Regions from separate parts of the Sus scrofa genome. Here all the other regions are linked to region 2. Evidence: chromatin contacts called from public HiChIP or PLAC-seq data. All regions are on one chromosome and are shown on one strand. Each heading gives the region's core, a stretch centred on a gene start, on an enhancer-like site or on the middle of the called end of the contact. The rest is flanking DNA. Distances are from core to core; before and after follow the strand shown. Region 1 holds the start of C9H11orf57. Region 2 holds the start of PTS (6-pyruvoyl tetrahydrobiopterin synthase). Region 3 holds the start of DLAT (dihydrolipoamide S-acetyltransferase).

What was found. HiChIP or PLAC-seq counts read pairs in DNA pulled down with a chosen protein or histone mark.
Region 1: a contact with region 2 is called in an H3K27ac HiChIP or PLAC-seq map of alveolar macrophages. The contact joins the promoter of C9H11orf57 here to the promoter of PTS in region 2. A contact is called at or near these places in 1 of 5 promoter capture datasets (fetal liver), 4 of 47 Hi-C or Micro-C datasets (embryonic fibroblasts, epiblast stem cells, fetal skeletal muscle and 1 more) and 1 of 2 datasets of contacts at active chromatin or transcription factors (alveolar macrophages).
Region 3: a contact with region 2 is called in an H3K27ac HiChIP or PLAC-seq map of alveolar macrophages. The contact joins the promoter of DLAT here to the promoter of PTS in region 2. A contact is called at or near these places in 2 of 5 promoter capture datasets (fetal liver and liver) and 1 of 2 datasets of contacts at active chromatin or transcription factors (alveolar macrophages).

Annotation. Positions count from the first base shown.
Region 1 is chr9:39,772,744-39,776,880 of Sscrofa11.1, reverse strand. C9H11orf57 reads right to left here and starts at 1,302. Exons shown (of 6, transcript XM_021062781.1): 1 at 1,167-1,302. It overlaps PIH1D2 (PIH1 domain-containing protein 2), which reads left to right and starts at 1,404. Exons shown (of 7, transcript XM_021062782.1): 1 at 1,404-1,542; 2 at 2,346-2,549; 3 at 3,631-3,754. The coding sequence starts at 2,373.
Region 2 is chr9:39,917,871-39,921,566 of Sscrofa11.1, reverse strand. It overlaps PTS (6-pyruvoyl tetrahydrobiopterin synthase), which reads right to left and starts at 1,410. Exons shown (of 6, transcript XM_005667339.3): 1 at 1,132-1,410. The coding sequence starts at 1,217.
Region 3 is chr9:39,736,107-39,740,042 of Sscrofa11.1, reverse strand. DLAT (dihydrolipoamide S-acetyltransferase) reads right to left here and starts at 1,404. Exons shown (of 16, transcript NM_213994.1): 1 at 1,214-1,404; 2 at 1,207-1,212; 3 at 1,125-1,204; 4 at 532-633. The coding sequence starts at 1,403.

The DNA.
Region 1 (4,137 bases), core at 53-2,552, 140 kb after region 2:
ATCGATAAGTAACTTTTAATAATAATTCACTATGTTACCTTATTTTTATTACTGTGTTTTAATAAAGCATGAGTTAAAGGGAAAATCACTGAAGTCACAGGTCGTGCAGAATAGTTTTTCCTTCACCACTAAAGGGGAAAACACCTGACCACACCAATGTGAGGACGAAAGGAGGTAATGACCACTGGAGTTCTTTCAAACTGCACAAATTAAGTGCTTTGAGGAACATCATTTAATTCTCAAAGTAATTGTTTTAGATGAGGCAGGTATCTTCATTCCTATTTCGTAGGTGAAATTCTCTTAAAGCTATAACTTGCCCCAGGCCACATATTCCAAGGCAAACGAGGTCTAGATTAGAAACCAGTTTTTGAATCCCAAAATTAGTCTGCAATTAAGTAAATACCTAGATTTGAGAATGTCAGCGAAACAAATGTCAACAGTAACAAAAATTGACGTCTAAAAACATCGAATGCCGAGATGCCCTAAATTTCTCCATTCAAGGGTATCTTATATTCTACTTTGGACAGAAACCTCCAAAAAACAGAGGACAGGGATATTCACGTGTGTAGCCAGCAAGGGCTTTGTGCAACCACCCCACCGCTCACTCACCCCTTGATCCTGAGGAAATCAGGCATCTTGTTAGTGTGAGACGAAGAACCACTCCATTACAAGATCTCCTCCGACCCAGGAAGCCAAGGAGTCAGGGCTCAAAGGCAGCTCTGCAGCTTCACCCGAGTCCTTCGTGAAAACGCAGCCTTCCCACCGGTTATTCCGCCCTCACCCGTGGGCCTCGCCACCGCCGCCTCTCCCCAGCCCAGGCCGACAGGCAGATTTTTCTCCGGACTGAGGCCGGAGGCTGCTCTGGCTCGGAATCCGGACGGCCAAGTTGGCTAGCGCACTCCCCGCTCACGCTCCTCTGGGACGGCCCCGAGGTTGGGTTCCGCCTTCCCAAAAGGATGGGGACGCTTTGGCCGGGGACGCCCCTCGACTGGGCCCCAAAAAGTACCTAGAGTGGCTGAAGAGGGGATTGAGGCTTCCAAGTGGAAGACACAGAAAATACCCCCATCTTCGTCACCGGCACCCCTGCCCCCCAGCGGCCGCGGAGCTCCCGGTAACCTTCCCTCCAAACACCCTCCCCACAGAAACACACACAAACACACCCATACCGTGCGCCGCAGCCTCGCGTGACGGGGGCAGGGGGAGGAAGGGATCTGGGGGAGAAGGAAGCCGACTTCCTTTTCAGGCCGGAAGTCGTGCCCCTAAGAAATTCTTCCCACCAACAGGAGTCACAGAGACTCCCACAGGAGGGTTTCCAGGACACTGTAGAGGTCAACAGGTGCAGAAAGGGAGGTGAGCGCCCTCCTGGAAAAGAAGTGGGTCGGGCTCAGCCAGAAAGCAAGCCCAGCACCAGAAGGAGAAGATTCCGGAACTAGGTGTAAAAAGAACTTTCTGCCTGGAGCTTCCCGGACCCAATTAGATGTTGTACCAAGATGGTTACCCCGGTAACAGGCGTCGCGGTTTGTCAGGAAACCAAGAGAGGAGGTGGGTTTGCCGACCTCTGGAAAGACAGTTACATTTCCCTTTTAGTCTAACCTTCCTGTAGTGTTCAGGCAACCCAAACTTACTCTTTTCCTCATTCTGTCGATGCTATGGGACACGTCTCCATTGAGGGGAAGGAGGAGGGAGGAAGGTTACCTCAAGTCATGGAGAGAATATTACTATTCTTATGTAAGGCTTAGCAAGTGTTCAGCCTCTCTGTGTTACCTTACTTAATCCTCACGATAACCCTACGAGATAGGTATTATTGTCTTCATTTAGAGGGGAATAAACTGATACATGTATGTAAATTAAATGCTCAAATCACACAGCTAGTAAGTGATGGATAGAGCTAAAACTGGAATTCTATGCATTCTGTCTGCAGAGTCCATGCTGTTAACTACTAGATTATACCAAAGATTGAGGAAGTCTTGTGTAGCCTTCAATCCACAGCACACCTCTAGCAAATAAAGGAACTGGATAGGCACCACTTAGCTAATACCAGGATACTGGAACAAGAAAATTCCAGGAAATCCAAACTTTAAAAGATTACTCTGTCCCCTTAGGGTTTTTGAGGCTCTAGACAGAGGTAAGGCCTTATTATCTGAGGGAACATCTTGAGAATGTAGGAAGTGGTACTAGATAATTAGAGAATAAGGAAAAGATAAAATGGTGCTGAGCCACAGTCTTTTAGACACAGGTATTAAGGATAGTTGCTAACTTCAACAAAACAATTCCTGACGTATTCCTCCTCCCCCCAAAAATAAATGAATCAGTAGACCTTTTTTCCCTCAAATGTCTTTCCACAGATTTAAGAGGCCTAATTCATCTCAATCATGGAGAAATCCTCAAAAGGTCTGCTCACCCAAGTTACTCAACTCTGGAACCTTCTAGATGATCTGGCTGAAAGTAACCCTGAGAGCTATGAGAAGTTCATTCAACAGCAGCTGAAAGAGGGGAAACAGCTCTGTGCGGCCCCAGAACCATGGCTCTGTCTGCAAACCAGGATCCTGGTATGTAGAGTTGATGCCCAGAGAAAGGGAAATCCTGAATTAGATGGTCCTGGAGTAACCAGAGAATGACTTACCCTTAGCTATTGCTACTTCAACACAAAACTTGAGAGAAACTTCCACTCTAAAAGGAAATTAAGGAGTTCCCTTCGTGGCTTAGTGGTAATGAACCTAACTAGTATCCATGAGGACGTGGGTTCAAACCCTGGCCTCGCTCAGTGTGTGAAGGATCCAGCATTTCTGTGACTGTGGTGTAGGCCAGCAGCTACAGCTCTGATTCAACCCCTAGCCTGGGAACTTCCATAAGCCATGGGTGTGGTCCTAAAAAAGACCAAAAAAAAGAAAAAAAGAAATTAAATGTAGTGTGGACGATTGTGTTAAAGGAGTAAGAATGGGAAATTCATATCTGACACATTTTGGAGATCTCAAAATTAACCATTTCCTGCTAGAATGAAAATAAAAGGTAAATATTTAATAGAGAAAAACAGAGTTGGAGGTTTTTCAAATGAAGAGAACTTATTTAGTTGGGGAGGTAAGGAAGTGGTGGAATAGGGTCAAATTCAACTGGAACAGCTGCTTGGCTCAGTTCCTACTCTCTCCTCCCACTTCCTCTGGGAATGGCAACTGGATGCTTGATGAAAGTCCAGTAGCTTAGAGAAATAGGGTAACGATAATTTCTTACAATTTTTCAAATGCAGTTTTAATACATGAAATGACTTACTTGGAGCCTAAAGTTCTCACTCTTCAAATTCAGTGATTAGTTTACCTTGAGGATATTATTTTAAATTTTGTGTGTGTGTGTGTGTGTGTCTTTTTAGGGTGGCACCCAAGGCATATGGAGGTTCCCAGGCTAGGGGTCCAAATGAGCTACAGGTGCCAGGCTACATCACAGCCTGCAACCTACACCACAGCTCATGGCAACACGGGATCCTTAACCCACTGAGCAAGGCCAGGGATTGCACCCACATACTCATGGATACCAGTTGGGTTTGTTAACCACTGAGCCACAACGGGAACTCCATAGGGTATTATCTTAAAATTTAAAAACTAGGTTTTGAAATATGCAAAATTATTTGCTTTCTAGAAACCGGAAGAAAAAATACTTTTTATAAACCTATGTGAGTGGAAAAGGATCCCAGCTCCCCAATCAACCAGTCATCCAGTCCCTCTAAGTATTGGCCGACCAGAAGATATGTCTGAGACATCAGGTACATAGAAGCATGGGAAAGCATAATTTAAAACAATTTTTTTTCGTGGCCACCCCACAGCATAAGGAGTTCCAGGGCCAGGGATCAGATCTGAGCCACAATTACAACCTACACTGCAGCTGCAACACCAGATCCTTAACCCACTGTGCTGGGCCTAGGATGGAACCTGCGTCCTGCCACTGCAGAGACAGCACTGACGCCATTGTGCTACAGCGGGAACTCCACAATTTAAATTTTTTATTGGGAATAATCATGGACCAGATTTTACTTGGCATTACCTATTTTATTTGTTCATAATATAGTTAATGACTAATAGGTGTTTCATTGTGTAAATTGAATGCTGTTTAATTTTCTAATAATGCAAACTGTGTTTAACCCATATA
Region 2 (3,696 bases), core at 161-2,660:
ACCTCCAAATGCCACAGGTGTGGCCCTAAAGACAAAAATAATAATAATAAAAATAAAATAAAATTACGATACTCAGCGTATGTTCTAAACAGAGAACAATTTTCTCAACGGATTTTTATATTTATACCTGTCCAATCAACAGTGCATCTGCAAGGAGGCTCTACAACCCTCACATGTTTGAGCTTCCTATTAAATAACCCCTTTCTCTGTGAGACACTATTACTTTCCTCATTCTCTCCTGCTCACCCACTTCTTACATTCCACGTGCCACAATTCACAAAGCTTCTGCACAAAATTACCTCACTCTACCCTCCAAAAAATTGGCCAGTTTGTACATTCCAGAAGTAAGGCTAAGACAGGTCTTGATCACTGCTGCATGCCTGTTACCTAGCCCAAGACCTGACAAAAAATACCTGTCCTGTGAATGAATGCATCAATCCTCTTAGGTAGAAATTATTATCCTGGTTTCACAGAGGAGGAAACAGATGCTCAGAGAGTGGAGCCTTCTACTAAGTGGCAAATATCCCCTCAAAATCAACTCTTCAATTCGACCCAGCAGTCTGAGTACTCTGGGTTCAATCCCAACTGTGCTGCTTGCCAATGCTCCTGACATAACAGCAGCTAACATGAACTGAGTGTTTACGATGTGCCGGGTACCGCGTAACGTGGGCGAGCTCAACTCCTTTGAAGGTCACAGCGACCCTCTAAGCTAAATTAGAGCAATCCGAGGGACCAAGAAGTACGTTCAGGTCGCAGAGCCAGCGAGAGGACCCTCCGGGCTGCGTACCCTGGGCCGTCGCCCTCCGCAGTCACTGCACAGCCCCTCTGGAGCCTGGTCAACTCGCTATCACGGCTCTTAGGTGGTCGACGAGGCCCGGCGGCCCTAAGAAGGCACCCAGCGCCCCCGCCCCGCCGCGCGCCCCCGCCCCGCCGCGCGCCCCCGCCCCGCCGCGCGCCCCCGCCCCCGCCGCGCGCCCCCCCGCCCCGCCGCCGCGCGCCCCCGCCCCGCCGCGCGCCCCGCCTATTCAACGTAGGGTACCCCGGCCGACCCCCGACGTCCGGGCGCCAGGCCCTCCTAGGCCCAGGCCTCGAAGGCCCCGCCCTCGCTACTCTCACCGTGGGCACACCCACCTGTGGAGCCGATGGGACGCGCTGAAGGACGCGAGGCGGGACACTCGCGCCCGCCGGTGGGGGCCTGAGTCAGCGTCGCTCCTCATTCCGCCCGCGAGGCAAGGCCGAGCCTCCTGCCCCGGGGCCGCCGCCTGCCTGGGGGAATGGGCGGGGCCTCCCTCCGCGGCTGCGCAGTGCGGCAGGCGCCCCGGAAGCGCCCTGCGGCTGAGCTCCCTCTGCCGGCTTGGAGGCCGCACCGGGCTTTCCGTTATCTCGGGAGAGCAAGAGCTCACAGAGCTGGGCGTGCCTTAGAGTAGATGGGGTCTGGTGGCCTTCATTTTTCTGTCCGCTAAACCTGAGGCCACGTCGTGCAGTTAGGGTGCGCGTGGGCCTACTTTGAATCAGGGAGGGACTTCATTGAGCCGCCCTTCCCACTCGCTTCTGGAAAGCCCAGGGTTACGGTGTAAACCTCCAGTGGCAGGATGAGATGAGTCCCAGGACCAGTCTACTTATAGCTTAAAAGGCGGAGAAATTTGAGGGCACGTGTAGGACCACGTGGTCTTCAGAACCGATATTACCTTTGGACTGTTTGGAACAAAGGGGAGTTCTCAAGCTGTCCTTATCGTCCACATTCCTGCATGGACCCATTTATCACTTGGTTGCCACAGTGTAAGCACATGCACCCATGAACATACACACATTAGCAATTTTCTGTTCACCGCAGACACCTCGGAGTGATAGGATCTTGTTTCCTCACATCTACTCCTAAGGAGTGATCAAACTACTTAGAGTTGCCAGCATGCACCATGTCATCTCTTGCCTCCCTTCATCCTTTCATTAGTTACCGAGTGTGTACTATGTTGCTGGCATGTTCCAGGCACTGGAAATAGATAAAATCATGGGCATGGCAGAAATATAAGCCCCAATGATTTCTCTCAAATGTCTCCTGTCTCCAGCTATATATGTTGTTCATTCTGCATTATCGTTATTATTAATATGTTATGTAGCAAATATTCCTCACACATTTTCAAGTTTTTTCTCCTCTCCTCCACTGGACTGTAAAAGAACTTTGAATAATTATAAACCAGAGTTTTGTTTTGTTTTGTTTTTTGTCTTTTGTCCTTTTTTTAGGGCCGCACCTGCGGCACATGGAGGTTCCCAGGCTAGGGGTCTAATCAGAGCTGTTGCCAAGGGCCTATGCCACAGCCACAGCAACACAGCATCCAAGCCATATCTATGGCCTACACCACAGTTCACGGCAATGCCAGATCCTTAACCCATTGAGGGAGGCCAGGGATCGAACCGCAACCTCATGGTTCCTAGTCAGATTCATTTCCGCTGTGCCACGATGGGAACTCCAAACCAGAGATTTTTGAGGTAGAGACCCAAAATCTAACTCAGTCCTCTCACAGATAAGAAAATACAGGCCTACTATAAATGAATTACTTACCCAAGATCACTTATAATGTAAACAGTGTTCCCCCAGGCACTGACTACATCATAGATACTCTAACGATTACACAAATGCCTCACTTGTTTCAAAAACGATTTAAAGAATCAAAATAAAATTTTAAAAGGGTATAATTTTGGAGAAATTGCTGTTTGCTTTAATAAAAATCATTGCATTTGCAGAATTTTTGCTCTATTTTATTAAAGTCGATTCTATATAAAGGCACTCACCAAATTTACCCTCAGTCACACTGCTACAGATTGAATTGTACCCCCCCCCCAGAATATGGTTTTATTTGGAAATAGTATCTTTGCAGACGTGGTTAAGACGGGTCACTAGGGAGCCCCCTAATCCCTTTCCCCTCACTTGTATACTCCCTTTCCTTGAGTCTCAGGACATTGCCCAGTGGTAAGTTGGACTCAGGGAGAGGAAGAGGCCCTGCCTAAGCTTTATGTCTCAGTCATATGCTCAATTTCCAGAACTTTCTGCTGTACCTAGACTATAAAGTATTGACCCTTTTTGTCTTCTCCTTCAAGAACCTCATAGGAGTTCCTTTCATGGCTCAGTGGTTAATGAACCTGACTAGGATCCATGAGGATTCGGGTTTGATCCGCACCTCATGGATCCTAGTTGGTTCATTCCCTGGCCTGGCTCACTGGGTTAAGGATCTGGCATTGTCGTGACTTGTGGTTTAGGTCGCAGACTCGGCTTGGATCCTGCGTTGCTGTGGCTGTGGTGTAGGCTGGCAGCTGTAGCTCCAATTCTACCCCTAGCCTGGGAACTTCCATATGCCATGAGTGCGGCCCTAAAAAGCAAAACAAACAAACAAACAAACAAACAAAACAACCTTAAAGATGGCAGGGCCAAGACAGAATTCAGACATCCCTGGGTCAAATTCTTATGTTTATACTGCTGATCTTTATATGTTTGGGCTTCATTGCCTATGTAGTAGAATGGAGTAAAGTTTTAAAAACAGAAGATGGACAAGATCAGATAGGTCTGTGTACCTCCCAAAAGTCAGATGGAGTCTCCTTCACTCTTCGGGTCCAGATAAGAAAGATCTGGATCAAACCTCCATGTCTTGTTTGAGGAAGTACAATACCCTTTCAAAGATTTTGTGAAATATCAGGGGATTT
Region 3 (3,936 bases), core at 155-2,654, 180 kb after region 2:
CAGACACAGTTCATATCTGGCGTTGCTGTGGCTGTGATGTAGGCCAGTGGCTACAGTTCCAATTCAACCCCTAGCCTGGGAACCTCCATATGCCACAAGTGTGGCCCTAAAGACAAAAAGAAAAAAAAAGAAAAAGAAAAAGAAGGAATCCGACGGCAGTGGCTTTGGTGGCTGCAGAGGCACAGGCTCAATCCCTAGCTCAGGAGCAGCCATTAAAAAAAGAATAAAATCAAATCATATAGTTTAACAATCATGTGAAAACAAAGCCTCCATCACAGGTTTGAAACAAGGAATTATTTAAATAAACTATAATTTTAAAAAATTTTTGAAAGAGATGAATTACTATTAAAAACATCTTAGCTGCAAATTAGTGTGGCTAGCGGCTGCTAACTCAAGCAACCAATCTTCTCTAATAAAGTTGTAAAAAAAATTTCAGTCTCTTAAGCAAAAGGGATGACACGACCCACTCTGAAAATTAATGCTCAGTTTAGCTAAGCCAGCTCCTAATTTGCATATTTTAAAACAACTTACCTCTGCAATTAGTTCACCCTCATTGATTTTGTCCCCTTCCTTTTTTTCCCAACGGGCTATGGTCCCTGCCTGCATTGTGGGGGAAAGAGAAGGCAATGGAACCTGGAAGAGAAAAAGGAGCAACATTGAATTTAAAAAGAGCTACCCAACTCTCAAACTGGTTTAACGTTCCAATGAATTCAATTTAATTTAACGCAAAGTCCGAATCCCATCACACACTCAGTACTAGGGATATAAAGAGAATTCCAGTCACCAGCTCTCCAGTAACAGATTTCCCGCTCCACAGTCCTAAGTGAATCTAACAGAGCACACACTCAGCAGACATTCCACACAGAGCCCCGGGCTTGGGGTTCTTCTTTCAAAGTAACATGTCAGGAGAGGGAAGCCTGGAGCTCTTCCATCAATGGAATAGATTAGGAGAGCGACGTTTCAGAGCTACAGCAAAGCTGGGTACTGGAGAAAGGACCGTGAGAAACAGTATACTAAGGGACAGGGGGGAGGGGGGATCACTGAGGCCTCTGAGAAAGTACCCGAAGCCAACAAGTCTGCATGAAGGACAACGGGGTCCCGCGAAGAACATGTCTGGGGCTCACCTTCTGATGCGGGGGGAGGCTATACCAGCGGCGGTTAGGAGACCCCCAAAGCTGCAGTAGGATACGATTCTGAGGTGTGGCCCACGAGCTGGCGCTCCAGCCGCAGAGTGCCCGGCTCCTGCCATACCCTCTAGTCGTGCTGCTGCAACGAGCCGGAACAGAGCCAGCCCGAGGGGCCGCGCACGGAGCTCCTGGCTCCTCCCGCAAAGCCGTCCACCGTGCCCCGAATCCTGCCCTTGGGGCTGCATTCTGGGCCCGTCGCGCACACACGCGCCACATAGTGCCACCGACCCCACACCCCAAAACCAACGCCGTCTCCGGAGTGACCTCTCCAAGAAGCGCGCGGCGTTGCCGTCAGCCGCGCCGCCCAGCCGCACGTTGTCGTAAAATGGGCTTCAAAGGTTCACCCAACCCCCTCCGCGGTCCAGAAATGTGTGAAACCTACCCTCTTCTCCAGGGAATGGGGTAAAGGGTGGCCGAGAGCTGATTGGGGCGGCTACACTGAAACTACGAGGGACAAGGACATTCCAGCGGAGCCCACGCAGGCCGAGTTTGGAAAGATTAATTTGGAGAGAAGCGGAAGGTGGTAGGGTCGTAGTGGTGGCGGCATTTCGCAGAATGGGACCCAAGCGCAGTGAAGGGCCTGGCCGAAAGGGAAAGGCCGAAAAAGGAGACACCCCACTGATACAGGGAAAGGGGCCTGAAGTGGGCTGAGGGGCGTGGCCCCGACTTGAGGGAAAAATGAGAAGAGGACCTGTTGGGCGCCGAGAGCTGGCAGCTGAGGGGCGGGGTCCAGGCGCTCCTGCGTTGACACTAGGCAGGGATGCCCTATAGGCATCTCGGTGCTCCCGCAATGCCCTCTGCACACCCAAGGGCCACTAGGTATGGGGTCTTGCTCTGCGCAGGCTGTGCTGAGTTACAAAGGTTTTTTTGTTCTTTTGGTTCTGGTTTTTTTTTTTTTTTTTTTTTTTTTTTGTCTTTTTTGTTGTTGTTGTTGCTATTTCTTGGGCCGCTCCCGCGGCATATGGAGGTTCCCAGGCCAGGGGTTGAATCGGAGCTGTAGCCACCGGCCTACGCCAGAGCCACAGCAACGCTGGATCCGAGCCGCGTCTGCGACCTACACCACAGCTCACGGCAACGCCGGATCGTTAACCCACTGAGCAAGGGCAGGGACCGAACCCGCAACCTCATGGTTCCTAGTCGGATTCGTTAACCACTGCGCCACGACGGGAACTCCCTGGTTTTTGTCTTTTTAGGGCCGCGCCTGAGGCACATGGAGGTTCCCAGGCTAGGGCCAGAATCAGAGCTGCAGCCGCCGGCCTACACCACAGCTGCAACTCCAGATCTGAGCCTCATTGCCACCTAAGCCACAACTAAGCGGCAACGCTGGATCCTTAACCCACTGAGCGAGGCCAGGGATCAAACCTGGGCCCTCATGGATGCTAGTCAGATTAGTTTTTGCTGAGCCAGGAGGGGAACTCCTGGGTTACAAAGATTTAATTTTAGACCTCTAACACAACAGGAAACTGGGTTGAACAGTTTTTCCAGCCAGTGTGTGAAAGGCAGGCGAGAGGAAGATACATTCCCACATTCAGGAGTACTGTAGCAGGATTAGACATATTTGTATGAAGATACAGGTTTACCAAACAGACTTGAGATTCTGGTTTGCCATAAAATTCCTTCTACCTACTTTTGTTAGGTACACTTCTACTGTAGGGTTATCACCCTATAATTAGAAAATATCTCATTTCTGAGCTGGGGGTGGCATTAGACCAGAAGGGAAGCACATACTGCATTTATAATTCCCAAGTCTTCAGTGAACAGATGGTTAGAGAACATCAAGAACACAAGATAGAGGAAAAACCAACAGTTGAAAACATGTTCAACTTTGCTAGTAATTAAGCATTTGAAAAAATAAGATAGCCAAGAGATAATAATAATAATATTAATAATAATATTTCATGCCTATTTAAATTGGAAACTTGAAAAAACTCTAAAATCTCGGAGTTCCCATTGAGGCTCAATGGGTTATGAACTCAGCTAGTATCCATGAGGATGCAGGTTCAATCCCTGGCCTCCTCAGTGGGTTAAGGATCTGTCATTGCAGCTCCAATTCGACTCCTAGCCTGGGAACTTCCTTATGCTGCAGGTTCGGCCCTAAAAAAAAAAAGTCTAAAATGTCACTGTTAATGAGACTGAAGAGAAGGAGATGCACTCATTGGGGGCACTGAATATTGGTTGTTTTTAGAGATGGCAATCTAGTAGAAAATAAGAATCGGGGGAAATATTTACATCCTTCTTCAAAATTGTAGTCTAATATCCTTACGGCATCCAAAACAAAGTAAAAAAAAGTTTTAGTATCTTTATAACAAAAGTAGTTGGAAAAATGCAACTATTCAAAAAGGAGAGAAAGATTAAGCTCAGTTGGCTAACAGAATAGTATGTAGGCAATACAACTGAGGAAATTCCCAGATTAAATGGAAAGGCAGGAGTTCCCATTTGTGACACAGTGGAAATGAATTCAACTAGTATCCATGAGGATGTGAGTTCCAACCCTGGCCTTGCTCAGTGGGTTGGGGATCCAGTGTTGCAGTGAGCTATGGTATAGATCACAGATGAGGCTTGGGTTCTGCATTGCTGTGGCTGTGGAGTAGGCTGGCAGCTATAGCTCCAACTGGACCCCTTGCCTGGAAACTTCCATATGCCACAGGTGTGGCCCTAATAGGCAAAAAAAAAAAAAAGCAAATTTGAAATAATAATGAGTAGAGCAACTGTATTGTTAAATTGTTGCAATTATGTTAAACTACTTATA